Regions from separate parts of the Sus scrofa genome. Here region 2 is linked to region 1. A link is a contact called in public Hi-C data. All regions are on one chromosome and are shown on one strand. The core of a region is the stretch at or near the end of the contact, and the rest is flanking DNA. Distances in the headings are between cores, read along the strand shown. Region 1 holds the start of LOC100155534 (verprolin). Region 2 holds the start of CRKL (crk-like protein).

Region 1 (5,792 bases), core at 2,177-4,676:
GACCGCGGGCCAATCCCTGCAGGACGGGCGCACGTGACAATGCCTGCCGCTCTGCGCATGCGCCCTCACGCCTCGATGAGATGGTCGCTGCGGCACTGCGCAGCGGGAGGCCCATAGTTGCGGGATACTCCCGACGACGGCTGCGCAAACTTTCAACTTCTTTATGGCCCTTGCCCCGTGGCCAGCCTCTAGTGCCCTCTACCCCAGCTATTCCCCCCCCCCTTCCTTCTGGTCTGTAGTCAAGGCCCCAAACACTCCTTTCTGCCCCCGTGTTCGACACTTTTCACCCTCTTCCTCCTGACTTACTCTCCAGGTTCCACATTCTCCTCCCATCATGAGGTCCTGACTTCTCCAGACCTTCTTGGACCATCTTACCCACTTCTTAGCTCCAACCCACTTCTTAACCCCAACTCGAGCTCCAGACTCACATCCAAGAGTAAAAGGGGCATTTCCCGGGCAGTTGATGCTGAACACATCCAGATTGACATACAGTTTCTTCCCTCCTGCCCTCAACCCACTTCTCTTTTCCCTCTCCTTAGTCAGTGGCCAACACCACAATTCAGCCCAGCCACTAACAAGGGACATGCATCCTGGACTGCCTCTTTCCTGTCCCCACCTCACCCCCCTTCACCAGCCCTGAGATCCATACCTCAGAGGGCCATCACCAGCCCTCTAGCCCCAGCTTCCCCCAGCACAGGAGGTGGCATTCACTTCCTCCTGCACTGAGGTCAGAGAGCAAGGTGGATCCACCAAGGAGGAAGGTCTGGCCTTTGCATCTTGGGTGTAGACAGACTCAGATACACCTGGGCTCAAATCTTCATTCTGCTGCCTGCCCCCGTGTGACTCACAAAATCAGACTTGACTTTGAAATATATAGTATGTGCCTTTAAAAACAGGACAAGCCTCCTCTAAGAGATCAGGCAGACCCCTGATTAACACCCCATCATGTCATGTTATGCTTATAATAGTTCACACTTTATATGTTTATTTGTATTTTTTAAAGAGTACAGTGCAAGGCACTGCCAAAAGAGGAAAAAAAAAACTACATGGTCTCTGCCCTCAGGGCCTTCCCGTGTAAAGAGAGTGTCAGCCACAGAGAGAAAAGTGTGATCTAACAGGTTCTGGTGGAGGAACATTGATGCTTTGGAGCCAAAGGAAGGCTTTTCCTAGGAGGGGACATTTGAGCAGAGCCCTGCGTTCACAAGCCCCTCCCAGTAAGGGCAGGAGACAGCTGCATGGGGTCTTTGGCCAGTGGGTACAGGATCACCTCCAGCCATAATGCCTGAAACCAAGAGGGAGGGAGGATGGGTCTGAGTCAGGTGACCCTGGGAGGGAGGAACCCAAGGGGTCAGGAGCATGTGGCATTGTCCCTCATCCTCCAGGGATGCCAGGGCTTCTGCCTCCAGGGTGGGGGTGAAGCCAGTGTCCACGGGTGCTTAGCCACCAATAAGGTGTACTCCCAAATGCCCATGCAGGGACCTGGGCTCCCTTGCAAAGCAACAGGTTTGAATGACTGTCACTGAGCACACAAAAATCTCTCGTCCTGATGATGGGGCCAGGCTCCTTGGCAGTTCAAGCCCTAGTGCCAGCTGTGAGGGTGGGCGTGACAGGCACCCCACAGTCTCTCCTGCAGGCTCAGGGCAGCATTTGTCCCCAGGAGAGAACAGGTGGGCTAGGTCAGAGGGCACGAGCTGCAGGTTTTGTATCCCAAGTCCACTGTCCACCCCAGACTGTGCTTATCCTGCTGTGAACCCAGAACATCCTCTCTAGGCCTGGCCCTCCCTAGGCCTTCAAAGAGGGCTGGTCTTAGGGCACCTCCACGTGGTTAAGGGTCTAAGCCAGGTCCAGTTAGACCCTCTGTGCAAAGCAATGGGCCTTTCTCCACTGGGTCCTGACCAAACCTGGAGCCCCCAGGCTTACCTGAGTGCTGGTTGCAAAGATCATCTTCAAACCATAGCTTTTCTGACTCTGGGGTCTCTGCCCCTGCCCTGTCCAGCCAGGACCCAGACAGAGAGCTTAGGGGATGAGTTTCCAGCTCTGCCCTCACCTGACGTTCTGATGGAGGGTCCAGCCCTGCTCCGCACCTGCACCTAATTGCTAGGAAGCAGAATGAGGCAGCAAGACCCCCCTCCCCCCAGGCACTGTGGACGGCAGGCTGGGCCTGACTGATGCCCTTTCATCATTGCACTGCTTCCCAGTGGCCCACAGTAGTGCAACAGGGAAAGAGTGTCAGGCAGGCCTGCCAGAGCCTCTCCTGGTGGTCCAGGGTTGGTGGTGAGTGGGGATCTGAGACTTGGAATGCAGGCCCACTGGGGCGGGGCCTCTGCCTGGGGAGAAGTGTGCCCTCTGACCCCAGAGGCCCAGGCCTGGCCAGGATCTCAAGTTTCCATGGAGAAGTGAGCGAACTGGGCAGGGGGGAAGGGAGGGCCTGTGGGTCCAGGGGCTTGGCCTGGGCAGGGGAAGTGGAAGTGTGGGGGAGGGGGTCCCCAAGGCTGGTCCCAGATGCTTTGACAATATCATTGCACTGCTCCTCAAAGCACAGTAGTGCAACCTCGTCAGAGCACCTGCGGCCAGCAGGGGGGACCCCAACCGATCCCAAGACAGTCGGAGCGGCAAGCTCCACTGAGGGTGGGTGGGGCTAGGGGCCCATTCCTAGAATCAGGGCAGAGAGGGGACAGATTTTCAGTGGGGCTGCCTTCCTCGAGGTCCTCAGAACCCCAAGGCAGCCAGACCTTCCCCAGCACCTCCAGATTGCCATGGAGGAGCGACCCCAGACCAAGAGGCAGCTCCAATCCCGGAGCTCGAGCCGACGGGGGGAAAGGGCGCACACACAAAGGAGAGGGGCCGGCGCGGCAAGGTTGTCCTTAGCCCACTCACGCCCAGGGCGAGGGTGGATACTGCCCGACGACCATGCTCCCTACCCCGTTCCGCGTCTCTGGAAGAAGAAAGCTGGCCCCACTCCGGGTCGACGTGCCCCTGCCGGCTCAGGCCCCATCCCTGGCCCCTGGTTCCTGGTCCCCAACTTGAGCTCCGCGTTCTGTCCAGTAGATTCCCTGCCCGGCGACCCAGAGCGAAGAAGAAGCACGGGGGGTGTTTCCCGCCTCTCTGGGGTTCCCTGCCCGGAGGGGACGCCCGGAGTCCTGGCTGCGCCCCTCCACACACTCCACCGGGTAGGGCCGCCCTGCCCGCGCTCCCACCTTGGCCCCGGCTACTCACACGGCGGGATGCCCCTTACGCCCCGGGGCGGGACAGGACTCGGGAGGTTACCGGGAAAGGTTTGGATGGCAGTCTGCCCGCGGTGACCCCCAGGACCACCCCGCACCTCGTGGCGCCCTCTCGCCGCCGGCTCCATCTTTAACCCGCTGACAGGCGGCGGCCCAGCCCCCGGCTTCTTAGCATAGCGCCGCGCTGATTGGCCAGCGCCTGCGGGGGCCTAGCCTCCCGCACGCCCATTGGCTGAGGCCAGAGCGATTTCAAAATAGCCTGCGGGCCCGGATTGGCCGGGCGCGGGCCGAGGCTGCGGCTCCGCGGTTTTAACAATGAGTTCTACAAACACTTTCTCCCCATTCATAACTTATCAAAAGGAACTTTGCCCGCCTTTTCGCAGCTCCAGGCTCCGCGAGTTTTTTGGCTGCGCCGGCAAGAGAGCTTGGAAGCCCGGTGGGGGCGCAGACCTCGCGACCAAGCCCCCTGGGGAGGTGGCTGCGACCCGAGGAAAATGCTGAGACCCGCAGTCCACCCCGTCTCCTCTGGGCCGCTGGCTACCTCGTTTTGCTAACTGAAATCTTTCCCTGGGCCTCCCGGAAGGGCACGTTCGCCTGCGGTGGGCTCTCTGACTGGGGTAGCCCCCTCCCCACGGCATCGCGGGACTTGACACAAATGAGATTTGCTTGAAGCCGCTGAATAGGCCTGGGCTTCAGGACCTGGTCTTGGAGCCCCAGGAGCCTTGTGGAACGATGGGAGGCACAGGGAAGGGGGCTTCGCTTGGGTACCTGCGTGATTGTGGATAACCATTCCATTAAGTTCTTACGGAGCCTGACGACCCGGAATGATGTACACCAGCTCTCCTGGCCCTCACAGAGCTGCAGTGTGTGTTGGGGGTGGGGTGGGGGGTGATTTGGCTACCATGCATCTGGGCCCTTTCCTCTTTTATTCTCCGTCCAAAGCCTGAGAGTAAATGCTACGCAGGAAGGTGCAGCTGGGTTTGAGTCTTCAGCAATCTTGGTTGCCTCGTCTGCAGAATTAAGAAGAGAATTGAACTGTGCTTCTTACAGGTGTTGCCAGGAGCAAATAAGATGCTGTGCAAATCATTGACCTAGGGCCTGGCACTTAGTTTTCAATAAATGAGAGCACCACGGCTGCTGCTGATGCAGTTTTGATTCTTGGTCTTGCCCTGCATTCTGCATGCAGCCATCTCACCTGCTCCCACAGCTTCAGCCTTGATTTCCCAAGGATTCCTACATGCTGTGCACTGTTGGATTCTGCTCTTAATTAATACTTCTCACTTTTCTGTGTGTGGTAATTGGAAAGTGAGGTGACAGAAGCAGAAGCAGGCTCTTACAGCCCAGAGGGGCCAGAGGAGTGCAATGTGGTCCACATTGCTGGTGCCCCGCCTCCATTCCCTTGACACTCACCTCTACAGAAAGGATGCTTCTCTGGCTGAGGACTACTGGGCAATTGGGAAGTGCTGCAGAGTAAATCCCTGCCCCACCCCACCCCCAGCAGCCCTCAGACAATGAGAGAAGATATGTTGGTTGGATGAGTGCCCCACTTTCTAGCCTTTGGTGGAGAGAACTCTAATGTATGTTCTCCATGGGGTCCTAGAGCTCCCCAGTGTGAATAAGGCTTCATCGGCTGCCTTCCTGCTCCTCTAAGCCCTATTCCTCCGCCTCAGTGTTTTGTGGGATCACCTACCAACAACCTGCTTGCACTCCTGTCTCAGGTCATATGAGTGATGGTAGAGAAATCTAGACTTGTAGACACTATTCAAGAGGTTTGAGCAGGAGTTCCCCTTGTGGCTCAGTGGTAAAGAACCTGACTATTATCCATGAGGATGTGAGTTCAATCTCTGGCCTGGTTCATTGGGTTAAGGATCCAATGTTGCCATGAGCTGTGGTATAGTTTGCTGATGCAGCTTGGCTCCAGTGTTTCTATGACTGCAGTGTAGTTTGGTGGCTGCAGCTCCGATTCAGCCCCTAACCTAGGAACTTCCATATGCCACAGGCATAGCCAAAAAAAGAAAAAAAAAAAAAAAAAGGCTTGAGCAGAGCAAGAGCTCATAGGGGAGAGGGCAGGGGGAGCAAAGGACCTAACCGTGACCCTCCTCCCCTCAGGTCTCACATTGACTAGAGCTTTTCTCTCACCCACTAAGGTCAATGAGTTCTCAAAAGTGAGGTGCTCTGCCCACCCTCCTCCAAGCCCCTTCCAACCAGCTGCCACCCCCATCCTCTCCTTGGGCTCTATTATTCTCATCCTGCAAAGTCGCATCCTCCACCTCCAGCAGCTCCCCAAAGCCTCTAGGGATGTAATCTCCACTATCACCTCTAGAGGGCACCCACACACCAGAAAAACTACTGTTACCTTCGTATATCAGAACACTATTTATTTATTGTTCCTTTTCTTAAGTTGCAAAGTTTTGCTGGCTCAAATCGTGCCTCTTCCAAGTTCCCTGGTGGCCTAACCGGTTAAGGATCTGGTGCTGGAGTTCCCGTTGTGGCTCAGTGGAAGCGAATCTGACTAGCATCCTTGAGGACACACGTTGGATCCCTGGCCTTGTTCAGTAGGTTAAGAAT
Region 2 (5,792 bases), core at 1,354-3,853, 280 kb after region 1:
GTGTAGGCCGGTGGCTACGGCTCCGATTAGACCCCTAGCCTGGGAATCTCCACATGCCGCGGGAGCAGCCCAAGAAATAGCAACAACAACAACAAAAGACAAAAAGAAAAAAAAAAAAAAAAAAAAAAAAGAAAGAAACAGGGAAAATATACTGGAGGAGGAGTTCCCACTGTGGTACAAAAGGATCAACACAGGTTCAATCCCCGGCCTAGCACAGTGGGTTAAAGGATTGCAGCTGCAGGAGTTCCTGTCGTGGCGCAGTGGTTAACGAATCCGACTAGGAACCATGAGGTTGCGGGTTCGGTCCCTGCCCTTGCTCAGTGGGTTAAGGATCTGGCGTTGCCACGAGCTGTGGTGTAGGTTGCAGACGCGACTCGGATCCTGCGTTGCTGTGGCTCTGGCGTAGGCCGGTGGCTACAGCTCCGATTCAACCCCTAGCCTGGGAACCTCCATGTGCCGTGGGAGCGGCCCAAGAAATAGCTAAAAAGACAAAAAATAAAAAAATAAAAAGTAAAAAAAAAAGGATTGCAGCTGCAGTGTAGGTCACTCTGTGGCGCTGTCTGATCCCTAGCCTGAGAATTCCATATGCCATGGGGCTGCCAAAAAAAAAAAAAAAAAAAAAAAAAAAAAAGAGAGAGATGTATTTGGAAGAAATTATGTTAGTGTTCCAAAAGCTAAAAACAAACCAAACCAAACAGGAGTCTCTCTAGAAAGAATTTCTTTGGCCACACCCAGGGCTTGCAAAAGTTCCCAGGCCAGGGATTAAACCCAAGCCACCGCAGTGACAACAGGTGCTTAACTTGCTGAGCCACCAGAGAACTCCAGACAGAGATTTTCAGTATAAACACATAGGGCCAGAAGACCAAGGAATGTGATGGCTTCAGTGGACATAAGTGATGATGTCCAAAGGCCAGTTTCCGGCAAAGGAGTGGATGACAATGAGGTAAAATCTGTCAGTGAAAAGTAGCTAGAAAATAAGATGGAGACTTTTCTCCCCACCTTCACCTGCCTATTGAGAGATCCACACACCTTTAGGTTTATGGAGGAAGCCTAGGGAGAGGCTAAGTAATAAAACCAAAAACTTGCATAGGCTCCCTGGTGGCCTAGTGGGTTAAGGATCTGGCATTGTGGTGGAGGTTCAATCTCCTACCCAGGAACTTCTGCATATAGCAGGTGCAGCAAAAAAAAAAAAAAAAAAAAAAAAAAAAAAAAAAGAATAAGAAAACATGTTATTCTGCTTTCTGCTTAATATGTGCAGGGGACTACTCCAAGCACTTTAATGTGTTATTAGCTCGTTTAACAATATATGAGGCTTGGAGTTCTTGTTGTGGCACAGTGGAAACGAATCCAACTAGTAACCAGTGAGGTTGTGGGTTTGATCCCTGGTCTCTGGCATTGCAGAGAGCTGTGGTGTAGGTAGCAGACATGGCTCGAATCCTGCATTGCTATGGCTGTAGCATAGGCTGGCAACTGTAGCTCCTATTCAACTCCTAGCCTGGGAACCTCCATATGCAGCCCTAAAAAGCAATAACAATAATAATAATAATAAATATGGCATGATGGTACCGACAGTGATCATTCTGAAATCAGAGAAACGATAAATAACTATGTTGTGTACCAGGAACTAATACAGTGTTGTATGTAAATTTCCAGGCAAGGGATTGAATCCCAGCCACAGTTGTGGCTGGATCCTTTAACTCATTGCCCCAGCTGGGGCTGGAACCCGCACCACTGCAGAGATCCAAGCCGCTGCAGTAGGATTCTTTAACCCACTGCGCAACTGCAGGAACTCCATTAATTTTTTTTCTATTTCTTTAATTCTGCACCTATATGTACGTTCAATAAACTTACTGTGACAATCATTTCAGTATGTAAATCAAAACATTATTCTTTGCATCTTAAACTTGTACGTGCTGTGTGCCGATTATAGCTCAATAAAACTGGAAGAAAATAAATATACTAGAAATGGAAATATATATATTTCCATATATATTTATAAATGTTTGACATGGAGCGATTCAGTCCAAGCCGAGCACACAGGAGAGCACCGGGACCTGAAAACCTGCTGAGTCACGAAGGCAGCGGACCAAGGCGCTGCCCGAGTTCACCCGGGAGCGGACACCACCCAGCCCCTACGGCGTGGGATGGGTTCACCCCGGCGCGAACGGCCCCGTGGGCCGGAGCACAGGGCTCTAGGTACAGGTTCGGACACGCCTTCCCCTCCTTCCAGCCCGGGGAATGCTCCCCGCAGCCATTCATTCCACCCGCGAGGTCGGCGCTGCGCTAGCCCCGCGGGGAAGGCGGTGGACCGAACCCCATCCAGGGCATGTGGCAGCAGCCCGAGGGGCGGCGGCTCCGCGACCCCTCCACTCAGCAGAAGCCCGCCCGCTTCGCTTTGTTCCCAGAGCGGGTCTCAGAGACGCCGCTCGTGCGCCGCCCCAGCCGCTTCCCGGCAGCTCCCCAGGCTGTCCAAGAAGAGTGCCCGGCGCGCGGGAACGCGCACGGGCGCCGCGCGCCCCGCCCGTATGCCTGCGCTCCCGATTGGCCGCTCCGCCTGACGTCACGGGGAGGGCCCCGGCGACCGCCGGGGGTTGGCCCTGCGCGTGCGCAGACCGGGAGCGCAGATCGGAGGGGGAGGTGGCCGGCCGCTTCTCCCGCGTCCGCCATTTTGTTGCTGTGGCTCTTGGGAGCGGGCTGGGTGAAGTGGCCCTGGCGGCGCGGCGCTGCGCTCCTGAGGGTCCTGTACTTGGCGTAGCCGCGGGTTAGGTGCGGAGCTTCGGGGGCGGAGGCCGGTGCGCGCCGGGTCAGGAGTGACCGGAGGCTCCCCAGGAGGCCTCCTCTGCCTTCGGCTTCGCCGCCGCGACCCGGGCTGGGCCCGCGCCTCCAAGCCGCTCCGTTGGTGAGGCGGCCGCGGGGCAGGCGGGCGGCGCGGAGGATGCTGCGGGCCCGCGGCCGGGAGGAAGGCCCGCGCTCGGCCCCGTAGGAGCGGGGAGCCAGAGGCCCGGCCGCCGCCGACTCGGGCGGAACGTCCAGCGCAGGCAGAACAGCCGCCCGTCCGCCGCACCATGTCCTCCGCCAGGTTCGACTCCTCAGACCGCTCGGCCTGGTATATGGGGCCCGTGTCTCGCCAGGAGGCGCAGACCCGGCTCCAGGGCCAGCGCCACGGAATGTTTCTGGTCCGCGATTCGTCCACCTGCCCCGGCGACTACGTGCTGTCGGTATCCGAGAACTCGCGGGTGTCCCACTACATCATCAACTCGCTGCCCAACCGCCGCTTCAAGATCGGGGACCAGGAGTTCGACCACCTGCCGGCCCTGCTGGAGTTCTACAAGATCCACTACCTGGACACCACCACCCTCATCGAGCCAGCGCCCAGGTACGCGGGCGGGGCGTGGTGTGGGTGGGCCCAGATCCCCGCCTTCTGAACCGCGTTGTTCTCCATAAGGCATTCCGAGCGGAAGGTAGTGTCAGCGTCTGGGTCGCTGCGGATAAGGGGGTGCATTTGAAATGTATTGAACTGTGGGTGCATCGTTAAAAATGGGCGCTTTTTGCGTCGTCTAAGTTTCATGGTAAAGCAGGATTTTGTTGTTTCTGAAACATTTTTTGGGACACAGACTGAAGATAGGCTTGGCGCCACCCGGCCCCCCCACAAGCGCGCGCCCGCGCGCGCACACACACCCACAAGTTGCACACCTTTCAAGGTCTTGTCTCTGAACTCCAGGTGAGGAACTCCTGGACTGCAGCCTTTGGAACACCACACGACAGATGAAAATGATTTACCATTTAGAAACAGTATCTTTAACTGAAATATTAACTGAAATATCAGAACTGTATCCTGGTGTTAATTTGAAATAAGCCTGGCACCTATTTTATAATACGTTAGTTAACAAAGATTTTGAAAGAGGGTGCATTGGCTTCAACGAGGACTTTTTTTTTTTTAATTAACAGCTTTTCCCCAAGTTGGACCATTAATAAACTAGAAATACATTTGGTTAAATCTCCAAGGAGGAATAAGGCTAAAATATTACTAAGGGAAATTTTTGAATGACACTCACCGTAATTATCTCCTAGTTGAATTTCAGTTGTACTTTTTTTTTTTTTTTTTTTTTTTTTTTGCCTCTTCTGTGGCGTATGTAAGTTACCTGGGCCAGGGATTGAACCAGAGCCACAGCAGTAAGCAGAGCAGCTGCAGTGACATTGCCAGACAGTGCCATAAGAGGACTCCCAGGTGTACTTTTTGTATTAGGTTTAATGATTAAGTATCTATTTTAAACTTAACCCAGAGTAACACTGAGCATCAGGTATCCTCTTTTTATATGATTGCTTGCCTTAGTGTTTTGTTAGAAGTTTCTTTTAAGTTATGCCAAATTTGGACTAAAGATATTGCTAGAATTTTAAAAGTAAAAAGTATTTCATTGCCTGGTTTGTTTCTTAAATATTTATTTGACAAGGACAAGGGACTTCCCGATGCAGCACACTGGTCACAGATCTGACTAGTATCCATGAGGATGTGGGTTCATCCTTGCTCAGTGGGTGGGGGATCTGGTGTTACCGTGAACTGTGGTGTAGGTCGAAGACAAGGCTCAGATCCCGCTTTTCTGTGGAATAGGTTGGCAGCTGAAGCTCCAATTCAACCCCTAGCCCAGTATTTTCCATATGCCATGGGTGTGGCCCTAAAAAGCTAGAGAGAAAAAAAAAAAAAACAAAGCGCTAATAGATTTTTAATGATGAGCTCTTTCTGACTTTATAGACTTGCTGACAAGATATTACTCTGAGCTTTAAACATTAAAAGCTGTTATAATTAATTAATGAGTACACACTGAATGCCTTAAGTGTTGTTTCTGTGGGATGGAGATAGAGAAGAAACAGAGCCTTGATGATATAATGACTGTAAGATTAACTGCTTAACTAAATGGGCTTTAAAAACTGGGAGAAAGTGATTATAAATCAGATACTGTATAACAAAGACCTAGATAGACACCAAGAGTCTCATTGGTGAAACCTCCAGGTCTCCAGTTGACTCTGGAGTCAACTTTTAGCCCAGTGTAATTCCAGGATCAGGGTTGGAGATCATCTTAGAACTCACTGTAAGGAGATTTTTAAATACGTTTAAGTAGGAGTTCCCACTGTGGCACAGTGGGTTAAAAGATCCAGCATTACCGAAGCTATGGCTTAGGTCATAGCTGTGGCTCAGTTTCAGTCCCTGCCCCAGGCACTTCATATGCCTTGAGTGCAGCCATTAAATAAATACGTTTAAGTAAATTACTTTCCTACTTTGTGAAGGTGGATTGTATCATTAATTTTAGTCATTTATTAAGCCCTGCTGTGTGCGAGGCATTGTGCTTGAGGTGACAGACACCATAATACAGCTGCTTTAAAAAGCATGAGTGGGGAGTTCCTGTCATGGCTCAGTGGTTAACCTGACTAATATCCATGAGGATGCAGGTTCGATCTCTGGCCTCACTCAGTGGGTTAAGGATCCAGTGTTGCCATGAGCTGTGGTGTAGGTCGCAGACATGGCTCAGACCTGATGTTGCTGTGGCTCTGGCATAGGCTGGCAGCTGTCCCTCCAATTGGACCCCTAGCCTAGAAACCTCTGTATGCCTCGGATGCATCCCTAAAAGACAAAAGATAAAAAAATTGAAAAAATAAAAAGCATGAGTGGCTGGCTCCACCCCCTTCCAGACCGAGAAAAATGAATGTGCCCCAGTGGCTTCGCACTTCCCACAGAAACAACCCCCAGATCTCGTTGTAACTTTCTGTGTGTGATGCCTGTCCTTACCTGTTCTCAT

Evidence for each region. Hi-C and Micro-C count contacts between places; a contact is called where the count stands out from the background.
Region 2: a contact with region 1 is called in a Hi-C map of liver, with 3 times the contacts expected there. The contact joins the promoter of CRKL here to the promoter of LOC100155534 in region 1. A contact is called at or near these places in 2 of 5 promoter capture datasets (fetal liver and liver), 1 of 47 Hi-C or Micro-C datasets (liver) and 1 of 2 datasets of contacts at active chromatin or transcription factors (alveolar macrophages).

Annotation. Positions count from the first base shown.
Region 1 is chr14:50,242,882-50,248,673 of Sscrofa11.1, forward strand. LOC100155534 (verprolin) reads right to left here and starts at 3,427. Exons shown (of 7, transcript XM_013983173.2): 1 at 3,217-3,427. The coding sequence starts at 3,352. MIR130B (microRNA 130b) reads right to left here and starts at 2,239; the gene lies at 2,160-2,239.
Region 2 is chr14:50,526,347-50,532,138 of Sscrofa11.1, forward strand. CRKL (crk-like protein) reads left to right here and starts at 2,604. Exons shown (of 3, transcript XM_003132994.4): 1 at 2,604-3,376. The coding sequence starts at 3,066.